Linked DNA regions of Gossypium hirsutum: regions 2 and 3 are each linked to region 1. Evidence: chromatin contacts called from public Hi-C data. All regions are on one chromosome and are shown on one strand. Each heading gives the region's core, a stretch centred on a gene start, on an enhancer-like site or on the middle of the called end of the contact. The rest is flanking DNA. Distances are from core to core; before and after follow the strand shown. Region 1 holds the start of LOC121218322 (protein FAR1-RELATED SEQUENCE 6). Region 2 holds the start of LOC107962907 (hydroxyproline O-galactosyltransferase HPGT3). Region 3 holds the start of LOC107962904 (bifunctional purple acid phosphatase 26).

Region 1 (3,911 bases), core at 756-3,255:
CACAAAATATTAATTTATTTTTATTTGATTACTTTTTCAGGTTATGGATGAATTTAACAATATGTATAAGAGTTTTGATATGAATTATGATATCCTTGAATTAAGAGAAGAAGCTCAACGAAGAATAGCCACAATTGTTACACAAGTTGAGCACAACAATTATCATGAAGAGGAAGAATGTGTTAGGCATTGCATTGGTACACCATGAAACTTATTTCACTATACAACCTTGTATTGATTCAAATTATACAGGTCAAATGTGGGTGGACAAAATATTAAACGGGCATTATGATGATTGCATGAATAGTTTTAGGATGCCAAAAAATATATTTCACAACTTGTTGCATGATTTGCAAACAAATTATGGCTTAAAGCATGGGAAAGTATCGACAATGAAGAAGTTAACATTATCATTGTACATTCTTGGAAATAGAGAATCAAATTTGAATGCAACAAAGTGATTTCAACGATCCGGGGAAACTATTAGTCAAATTTTTATTGATATGTTTTATATATTTGCTCGAATGGAAATATATATGATTAAACCCACTGAAGGTCAATCCGAGGAAGTACCAAATCATATTCGACATGATACAAGATATTGGCCTCACTTTAAGGTAAAATTTACACAGTCTTTATATTTTTCAAATATAAATTATTTCTAACTTTTATCTCATTACTTGTATTTATTTTAAAAGATTGTATTAGGGCCATAGATGTAACCCACATAGAAGCATGCATTTCGCCTTCTTGTCAAATATCTTATATTGGACGGAAATGTAAACCAACTCAAAATATTATGGCAATTTGTAACTTCAACATGTGCTTTATTTTTGCATTTCCTGGTTGGGAAGGAACAACACATGACACTACAATTTTTCTACAAGCACTTAGAAAGCAAGAGTTAAAAAATCTCCACACCCTCCACCAGGTTCAAGTTTAATTTTTTTAATTAATCTTTACATAAAAACAATATTAAAATTTTTAATTTATTTTTAAACTTGATATTATGTTATACTTTTTTGTAGGAAAATATTATCTTGTGGATTCAAGATATCCACAAATGGCAGGCTTTTTAGGTCCATATATAGGGGAACGATATCATTTACATGATTTTTGTCGAGGTAATCGTCGAGTATTTGGAAAAAAAAGAAATTTTTAATCATGCCCATTCTTCATTACGCTCTATGATTGAACGAATATTTGGAATGTGGAAAAAAATAGCCAATATTAATAGATATTCCAAGTTATTCAATCAAGAAGCAAGTTTAATAGTTATTGCAACAATGGTTTTGCATAATTACATTCGAAGACATGCTTGGTCAGATGATGAAGATTTTTGACAATTTGAGAATATATCCAATATGCCAGTCTCTTCAGGCCATTTTGATCGAGGTGAATCGAGTTCTTCTAACAGTGAAGGTGACCTTAAAATCGCGATGTTAAGGGAAACCATTGTGACTAGTTTAATAAATTCGTCTTTGTAAAGACATTTTGTATCGTAACCTAATTTCTAATATTAATGAAACTTGTTATGTCTTATGGTATTATATTTTTTTGTATTAAAAATCATCCGGTTAGATATTTCAAAATTTGATCCAAGTATAATATTATTATGTGTGAAAATAATATTTATCATTGTTATAAAAAAATTAATAACTATAAAAAAAATTAAAAAAATTATCATTTTATCTAATTAATAATTTAAATTGATTATATAATTGATTAAAATATTTATAATAAAATATTGAAAGATACATTTTAATATTTTATTAAATGAATTTATAAATTCACATATTTTTAATAATTTCGTAAAAGTAAAATAATTAATTTTTTTATTATATATCATTTTTAATCTAATATTTTTAATAATCATTTTGTATTTTCAACTTATTACTACAGTTACATTTAAATCTAAAAACACGTTCTATCATTATTTTTAATCTCATTATCAAATCTCATCGCTATTTTTAATCTCATCAGAAATAAACATATCTTCGTCTAATCTAAGCATAAGTTGTCACCAAACTCCCAGCAGCACAGTGCACGCAATACATTGTAGTTTCTTAACCATGAAAAAGAGAAAGTTCCCACGTGTCAACTCATCGAGTCGATAGATCTACGAAACCTCTGTAATCCCCGGTGTGAGACTCGCATTTTCCCTTTCCCCAACGCCAAATTCTAAAGGCAGTGAGTGAGCGGACTCAGCGCCTCGCCCCCCCGAGTCTCCTCGTCTGACTCACCTCAGCTCCACGAATCATCGTAAGATCATCATCTACGATTTTCAACTCATCAAAACGTCAATTTTGATTTTCCTTTTCGCTTAAAATTTCAATCACGTTGACTTAGGGTTTCCAGCGATTTGGAACTTTTCTTTTTTTGTTTGGTTTCTAAAATGAAGTAAAAAGCTTATAAATGAAGTAATCAAGCGATTAAGCTTGAAAATTTTCGATACATTTTTTTATAATTTAAAATTTGGATTTCTTTTAATTACTACTGAGTACTAAGAGTGTGGCAAAGGTACGAAACAATGACGTTTTCTCAGCAATCAAACGGAAAATAAATCATTTATGATGCTCAAAACTCTTTAACTTTATAATTAAAATTAGTAATTTAATCTTTGACAAAAAGAAATTAGATTAATACAGGTGCAGGAAATTCAGTTTACTTCCTTTGGGTCGTAACAATTTTATATAATCAAGTATTTAATGATCAGAATTCTTTTTTGTTTTGTTGCGATCGCCTTTGTGCTTTATAGATTAACGAGGTTCTTGTTTGGTGATTTCTTACTGATAATTTACATAGTATTACTGGATTATTGCATGGATTTTATGGTCCATTTATATGTTCGGATTCATCTGTAGTTTTAGTTCTTGGAAATGCATTTTCATACTAGTTTCGGACTTTTAAGTTCAGTACCAAATAAAGTTGTCACGATTCCACCCAGCTCGTTGGTCTGCATTGTGATGTATGCTCCGGAACTGTCTTCTTTGGGCACCTTCACTCTTAGGTGTATATTTATAGATTCAAACCCAGATCTTCACACACAAAGGAAAGCATTCTACAGAATTTTGGTTGCCAATTGTCACGATTCCACTGAGTTGTAAGTCATGATTCCACTTGTCTCGATGGTTCGTGATGCATAATCCAGAATTATCTTCTCTGGATATGAATAGGTCTTTCATGGTTTGTGTCGCCGCATATTCTAACCCACGTCCTCACACGCAAAGGAATGCACTCTGCAGAACTCTGGTTTGTGTCCTCGTGACACAATCATCAGGCTGGTTCAGGTCATGACAAAAGTTTTTCCTCTAAAGGAATTAGAATGTGGGGAGTCTCTTACTTTCTTCTTTTTTTGGTAGCAAGGATTTTTGCTAAATTTAAGTGCTCTGTATTTTTCTATTCTTTTGTTGCTGATCTTATGGATGGCCATTCTACTTCATTTGTGAATTTTTCTCGTTAATATGGTCTTGCATTTTATCTATATGATTATAATACCCTATGGTGTGGCTAGTTTGTTATGATTTATCGGTTGCTGCACGAGTTAAGATTATGTTTTCTTTTTCCAGCGAAAGGATGCTGTAGGCGCTATAGGGGTTAAACTATGCTAGAGGGGAAGCTTGTCGCCTTGTCCTGTAAGTAGATAATCCATGGGCTTCTCAGTGCTTCAGAATCGTTTGCTCGATTACTGTTTGATGGGAAAGCTGATGAAGGTGATTCTTTGGCATGGACAGTATGAAGAACAGCAGTATAGTTTGAGTTGAAGGTACGATTACATTGTTTAGCTTTTCCTCCCTTGTTTCCATTCAGCCTGAGCACTTCCTTATTGTTTCTGTATGTTATGTACCTTGAAAAGAAACCATTGAGTATTCCACTGAACCATTGAGCACTTTCTTTGCTGGGATCTAAAT
Region 2 (3,911 bases), core at 988-3,487, 220 kb before region 1:
ACTAGTAGAAGGGCTAACCTCTAGGCATCCAAGATCCTCTAGATGTTTGTCGCTTCAAGTAACTACCAAATCCAGTATAAACGCCAATAACTGCAAGAAGCTTTTTTTCTGAAAAAGACTCACTTTGTCGCAACTGGTTCTTGAGGTATCCTTGATTCTTAGCTAACGTCAAGTCCATCTCTGCTTCTACAATCCTCTTCTCTAGATCCCTAAAGTTCAAGTTTATTTTTTAGCACGATGCAAGAAAACAGAAACAGTCATATTATACCATAAAAATTGCGAGATGGGTGGTAAGAATGAGAATTGAAGAGCGTACTTGCATCCGAGGACCATCAGCTTATCTTCAACAGTAAGAACCTTTGGTCTCTACAAATAGGAAAGACAAACATCATAGGGAAAATAGACACATTCTAATTACTTAGCATCGTACTTTACAGTGAGCAATAATCAAATACTACACATTCTATTCTACAACAAATAGTAACTAAGGACATAGGCTATGACAAGAACAATTTGTTTGGCTTTTGAGTCCTAACCTGTTCCATGTTCTTCTTAAGAAGATTAGCAAGCAATGTTCTGTTTTCCGCATCTTGCCACAACCTAATTTTCATCAGTATATTTTGCAAAATAAATAGTAAATAAGTAATTCAGATTAATCAATTTGCTCGCTATGGAAATTGATTAGAAACAAACAATAATTAACAAAAATGTTAGGCTGATTTAATTGAATATAAATTTCAATTCCACGATCCTATTTTTTCCCCCTAAATACAATCCAAAATGAAAAACCAAATTCCACAAAATGGCGCATTGAAATTAATAATTGAGAAGAAAAAATGAAGACAAAGAAAAAACAACCTAATCTTTTATCAGTGCAAAATAAATAATAAATAACTTAATCAGATTAATCAATTTGTTAGGTACGGAAATGAAACAATAATTAACAAAAATGTTAGGCTGATATAATTGACTATAAATTTAGATTCTACGATCTTTTCTTTTCCCCTATATACAACTCGAAATGAAAAACCTAATTCCACGAACTAGCGGATTGGAATTAACAATTGAGAAACAAAAATGAAGACAAAGAAAAAACAACATAATTTTTTATCAAATTTCGCAAAATAAATAATAATTCAGATTAATAAATTTATTAGCTACGAAACTTTATTAAAAACAATTATTAACAAAAATGTTAGGCTGATTTAATTGAATATAAATTTAGAATTCTACGATCCTATTTTTGCCCTAAATACTGTCAGAAATGGAAAACCAAATACCACGAACAGACGGTGAAATAAACAATTGAGAAATAAAAATGAAGAAAATGGGGGAAAAAACCCCCTAATTTTTATCACTTTTTCACAAAAAAAAATTCAGATTAATCAAAATTTCAGCTATGAAGATTTATTTTAAAAAGGTGAAATTGAATATAAAATTAGAGTCTACGATCCTAACTTTTCCCTAAATACAGTCCGAAATGGAAAACCAAATTCCACGAACAGACGGAGGAATTAACAATTGAGAAAGAAAAATGAAGAAAAAGAAAAAAAAACCTAATGTTCATCAAATTTTCGTAAAATAAAAAATAATTCAGATTAATAAATTTGCTAGCTACGGAAATTTATTAAAAAACCAATAATCAACAAAAAAATGTTAAGCTGATTTAATTGAATGCGAATTTAGATTTTACGATCTTCTTTTTCCCTTTCTAAATACAAACCAAAATGAAAAATTCGACGAAACTTGCGCAATGGATTTGAATATCGAGAAGCAAAAAATAAAAACGAAGAGAAAAAGAATACGAACCGGCCAGCGACATAGAGCCAAGCGATGCAAGAGAAAAAAGCCATCAACAAAGAAGGCTTGGATGTTTGCAGATTCTTCGATCTCCATCGTTTATCTCCTTTAGTGGTTGTAGGTAAACCCTCCATATCACACTCTTAACGCATATACAGAATCGAAACAGAGAATTGATCGCCGGTCTCTGATGATCTCTACTTTTATAATTCGGATAATTACAATGAACGAGAATGCGAACTCAGTGTAGGGATTCAAATCAAGTATGAAAAAGAAATGACGGAGAATCAAAGACTAGAAGAAACAAACGGAAATTTGAAATGAAATTAAAAAGAAAAACGAAGAGAGAGATCTGAGAGCGGTAACTGACGATGGGTTGTATAGGCCAAGCCCACCTAGATTCGGCCTACACCGAACTTGGACAATCCCACCAATTTAATTTTGGTAATTTTTATTAGATCTTGGCAATTTGTACAACGAATTCAGATATTCCCTATTTAATATTTGGAATTATATTTGAATTTAGATTTTAAAATTATGGATTGGAAGTAGATGTGATTGGTATTTTACATATTTATTACTTAAATTTATATTATTAATTTGAATAACAGTCTAAAATCCGGATATTTAAATTCACATGTTGTAAAATGCTTATAAATTTGATTATGAATATAAAATATTAGCTTAAGGTCTAAAAAGTTTTCAAACTTTAAAAAAAAAAAGTAATTAATTTTTTGCATTTTTTTGCACTCATTTGTGTACTTGAATTTTTAAAATGCATCAAAAAAATCCTCAAACCTTTTTTAAAAAAGCAATTAAGCCCCTACTTTTTTTTTACATTCAAGTGGGTACTTGAACTTTCAAAATGCATCAAAAAAACCCTCAAACTTTTTTTAAAAAAAAGTAATTAATCCCTTGGCTTTATTAAAAATTAGAAAAAAATTAGAAAAAATTAAAAAATTAAAAAATTATTAAATTTTAATAAAAATATGAAAAAATTAAAATTTATTAAACATTAGAATTTTTTTATAAAAATCATAAAAATATAAAAAATTGTAAATTTTTATAAAAATCATAATCAAATTAACGACCCCTAGTTTTTTTATGATTTTTATAAAATTTTACAATTTTTTTTATATTTTTAAAATTTAATAATTTTTCTAAAATTTAATAATTTTTTATTTTTTATAATTTTTTTTCTAATTTTTAATAAGAGCATGGGTTTAATTGCTTTTTTGAAAACTTTTAAAGGTCTTCTTGATGTATTTTGAAAGTTCAAGTACCTAATTGAGTGAAAAAAGCAGGGCTTAATTGCTTTTTTTTGAAGAAGTTTGAGGGCCTGTTTGATGCATTTTGAAAGTTCAAGTACTTAATTGAGTGAGAGAGAGAGAGACAGAGACTTAATTGCTTTTTTTGAAAAAGTTTGAGGGTTTTTTACACCTTTAAACCTAAAGTATTCTAGCCAATTCAAATTCAAACTTTTGCAAATTAGGATATCCAAAAAAAATTGAAATTAGTTTTATTTTTGCAAATTTGGCATTCCTAAAGATAATTAAATTTTTTCGAAATTAATTTTTTTTATAAATTCGAATATCTGATAGATAATTTATAAATAATATTACTCAAATAATATTATAGATAATAAATAAATTTAAATTTTTAGATAGATTTACAAATTTCGATTTACGTAATTTACAAATTACAAACATTTACTGCCCTTCTTACACACCCACCATGTGAATGATATAAATAGTTTGTACTAGATCATTACATACTTATCAACTAAATTTCAATTGATTTGTAAATTTATAAAAAATCCATTACTTTTATAAAACAATAAATATTATTTTGGAAATATTCTTATTTTTTTATATAAAATATAAAAAATACCTAGGCATACTTTAGTAATAAAATACATTGACTTAACTCAAACATTAATATTTTATAAAAGTTTCATCAAAACAAGGTCTTAAATAACAGAAGTTTTATATACACATCATTTTCAAAATGCACGTAGGCGCCACCCCCTTAAAGCATGCATGATATGGACACAAAACAAACATTTCACAATCTAAACAGCTATTTGGTGTATCCCTTGATCAAACTTCCTT
Region 3 (3,911 bases), core at 992-3,491, 150 kb before region 1:
TATCAAAGAATTAGATAAAATTTTGGTTAAATTTATAAAATTGAATGCCTAAAATTATTATATATTAGGTTTAAATTTTATTGATTTTATATTAAAATATCTAAAAAAGTCAAACATCTCGTAATAATATAATTTTATTTTGCTTGATTGACTCTCAACATATTTTATTGGGTAAAGAGGGTCGAAATTAAATTGTAATTTTTACAATAGCAAAAATATAATTTTACCATTTTAATAATCTATATCTTTATAATTTTTAAAAGATTAAATCAAATTTCTATTATTTTTAAGGGACCAAAGTGTAATTTTATCTTTATTAATTTAAAATTTTAAAATTTTAAAAGGTTTAAATGAAAATTTTTCTATTTTAGAGAGGTCGAGCCCCTGCCAGCCCCCTAATTATGCTCCTGCTTGTGACACATTTTTAATTATTTTTTAAATAAATTAGTGTAAAATTAACTTGTGACATTAACTCAGTCAAAAATTTAAGTAATAATATATATTTTAATAATTTTTTAACTAAATTAATATTTAGTTGATTAATTAAGAATTTAAATAATCATATACTATAACCTTATCACTAGGGGTGAGCATTCGATCGAATCGAATAAAAAATTTTCAAGTTATCGAGTTTTCGAATCTCATTTTATCATCCTAACTTTATTTGAAGTTTTCTCGAATCGAGTCGAGTGAGATGGAATTCGAATCGAATCGAATCGAATCGAATATATTTGTTCAAGTTAAATTTTAAAAAATAATTTTGGGTCCTTGTTCCCATCATAATAAAATTTGTCCACCTTAATCAAATTTTTTATTAACTTTCATCACCTCATAATTTATTTATTAATTTTTTATATACTGGTTAGCTTCTTTGCTTACTTAGTTGTTTCAATTATCTTCAGATTCTTGTCACTATGTATTTTGAAATTAAAAAATATATTAAATGTAAAAATATGATTCGTTTAATAAAAAGTTGTTTTAAAAATAAAATGTGAAATTGATATCAATATAAAATTTTAACACGAATATTTTATGGCATAATTAATAATTCAATTTTAATATAAATATTCAATATGACTAAACAATTCAATAATATAAATAATATAAAATGTGAAATTTAATTTAATAATATAAATAGTAGATATAAATAAAATTATTACTATTTATGTTTAGTGATATTTGTTTTTGGATAATATTAATTTTTTATTTGAGAGTAAAGGGTGAGAAGTAAAAGTTTAGGGGGAAAATAAAAAGTTTTGGGAAATAAAAGTTTGAGGGAAAGTAAATAGGGGGAGTAAAATTTTGGAGGGAAAATATTAAAAAAAATTGGATCGGGGGAGGGTTTGGGGTAGATGAGAGGTGGGATGGGAAGGGAATAAAAGTTTTAGGGGAAAAGTGGGAGGGGAGTAAAAGTTTTGGGGGGAAAGTGAGAAAGAGTAAAAGTTTTAAGGGAAAAGTAAAAAGGTTTGGGAGTTTGGGGTAAAAATGTAAAATATTATAGTTTGATATTCAAATTATTCGAATTATTCGAGTTATTCAAATTCGAAAACTCAACTCGATTCGAACTCGAAATTTGAAAAAAAAATTCGAGTTGATTCGAATAACTCTATTAACTCAAATAACTCGATTCGTTTAACTCGAAATTCAAATTTTTTTTAATTTTTTTCGACTCGAATCGAGTATTGCTCACTCCTACTTATCACTAACAGTTTTTAAGGTTTGATTTACTTAGTTGTAATGTCGTTACTGCACAACGACAAAGCTAGCTGCTAACTTACGCTACACAACGTCACTACCTGCTATCTTACGCTTGTAAATTTGTTTGGAATAAAGCGATATCTAGTCACTGAACTTGAGACCATTTTTCACTTTGGTCCTATTTTCTTTATTCCATATTAGTTCTGAAAATTGATAAGTTTTTTTTTAAATTTGGTCCCTAAATTTAGGTTCCATTATCCCAGGAAAAATATGATACATTGAGATTGTGCCACATCATCATCTACATTTTTTAATATTTTCTTGTATTTTTTGGATAATATATATTTTAAAATTTTAGATGCTTTTGTGAATAATCAAAGTTTAGGGATCAAATTGAAAAAATTATCAAGTTTCAGAATTGTAATGGACAAAAAATTAAGGACCAAATTGATAAAACTATCAAATTTAATGACTAAATGTTAATTTATCCCTATTTATTTCAACATTTTAAAAATATTTAATTAGGAAAAACGAAATCTGACAACAAATAGCGCCCTATGAAAACCGTCAACTACCCGCCAGATAAATTCCACTTCCCCTCTTCTCTATACACACACAACATTTTCACAGGTAATTTTCTCACTCAAATAACATTCACTCTTTTCTTTTTTTCATGTAAATGAATAATCCCAACTTGTTATAGCTTTCTTTATTCTCTCTTTTTCTCTGCTATCGTGGTGCTGGTGGCCTGTAAGGAAGTAAGCTTTGCTCTTTTTTATTTATTTATGTATTTTATAAATATTGTTGCTATGTTTTATTTTTTTTTCTTTTTTGCATTTCGAATTCGATTTCTCGATGCCTTTGAAATTCTGGGCATGTTTAATAGATACGGTTCAGCAAAGGTAGCGCACTGGTTTTTGAGTTTCACACCGACTTTGTTTTTACTTTGATCCTAAACTTCCATTTCATTGCTGTGATTCTTTGAAAATGTGTCTAGATCTGAAACCTGCTCTGAAAGTTTTAACTTTTTCCCTGATTTTTTTGTATTGATAAATGTAGTTTAGATGAGAAGTGATATGATAAATTAACAAAATGTTACTAGTGAATCTGTCCGGTACGAGGAACAACTATTGGAATGCAAAATTGGATAGGAGTGGTTTTTTTGGGTTCATTTAGTAGTAACGTAATACGAGTTATTGGAATGTAAAATGTTTTTTTGAACTTATATGTGGTTTTTGTGTTTATATAAATTTTCGAATTTAATTGATTCCTTTTTCTTTTCAGATTGACCAAATTGGTGTTGTTTCAGAACTTGATTCATGAACTCATAACACCGTTGCTGATGGCTTTCGGGCTGTGGTTCACATTGTTTGAGCTTTTACTCAAGTTGTTTCTTATCTTAGCCTTTGTGAAAAAGGGCAGTGCGGGAATTACAAGTACTTTTACTCGTACGAAATGGCAATCTTTTGATATCCCTCTTGACCATAAAGTACTTGCAATTCCTAATGGTTACAATGCTCCGCAACAAGTAAGTAATACACATCAGTAACCCCATTATTGTAGCTATTTATTTCAAATTATTCCTACAAATATTTTCTTTTCCAATCAGTATTAATTGATGATGCAACCATTCATTGCCAATCTCTATCCAAGTCAGATTCATGTTTAGCCAATTAAGATACTGGTTTTTCACATTTATTGGTTGTATGAATGAGGGTTAAATGGATGATTAATGAGGTCTTATCATATGAAAACCACAATAGCTTTGTTTTAAATTCTGTGGAAAAGACAGTCTTTAAGAGAACAATTTTACCAAGTGCATTGAAAAATTTACTCTTTAAGATGATCTCTTACCATTGCTATCTAGTCCAGGCCATTGATTGATCCTCGGAATTACAGCTTTGCTAAGAAATTGTTTTAACTTCATTAAATTTATTGGTGTAGGTGCATATTACTCAAGGTGACTATGATGGAAAAGCTGTAATGATATCATGGGTTACTGCTGATAAACCTGGGTCTTCTAGAGTACAGTATGGCACATCAGAGAAGAAATATGACTTTAAAGCTGATGGCACAGTGGCTAATTACACCTTTTACAACTATAAATCTGGCTATATTCATCACTGTCTTGTTGATGGTCTAGAGGTAAATATCGAACAATGTTATCTATAGCATGAATATTCAAACAGTCATATAATAGTTCTATCTGAAAC

Evidence for each region. A called contact is a pair of places that touch in the nucleus more often than the background predicts.
Region 2: a contact with region 1 is called in a Hi-C map of leaf, with 1.8 times the contacts expected there. The contact joins the promoter of LOC107962907 here to the promoter of LOC121218322 in region 1. A contact is called at or near these places in 2 of 34 Hi-C or Micro-C datasets (callus and leaf).
Region 3: a contact with region 1 is called in a Hi-C map of leaf, with 1.8 times the contacts expected there. The contact joins the promoter of LOC107962904 here to the promoter of LOC121218322 in region 1. A contact is called at or near these places in 2 of 34 Hi-C or Micro-C datasets (leaf and petal).

Annotation. Positions count from the first base shown.
Region 1 is chrD06:23,670,266-23,674,176 of Gossypium_hirsutum_v2.1, reverse strand. LOC121218322 (protein FAR1-RELATED SEQUENCE 6) reads left to right here and starts at 2,005. Exons shown (of 3, transcript XM_041095397.1): 1 at 2,005-2,262; 2 at 3,570-3,766.
Region 2 is chrD06:23,889,352-23,893,262 of Gossypium_hirsutum_v2.1, reverse strand. LOC107962907 (hydroxyproline O-galactosyltransferase HPGT3) reads right to left here and starts at 2,237. Exons shown (of 12, transcript XM_041095401.1): 1 at 1,810-2,237; 2 at 537-600; 3 at 317-366; 4 at 19-209. The coding sequence starts at 1,934.
Region 3 is chrD06:23,824,027-23,827,937 of Gossypium_hirsutum_v2.1, reverse strand. It overlaps LOC107962904 (bifunctional purple acid phosphatase 26), which reads left to right and starts at 2,241. Exons shown (of 10, transcript XM_016899456.2): 1 at 2,241-2,328; 2 at 2,983-3,226; 3 at 3,643-3,843. The coding sequence starts at 3,041.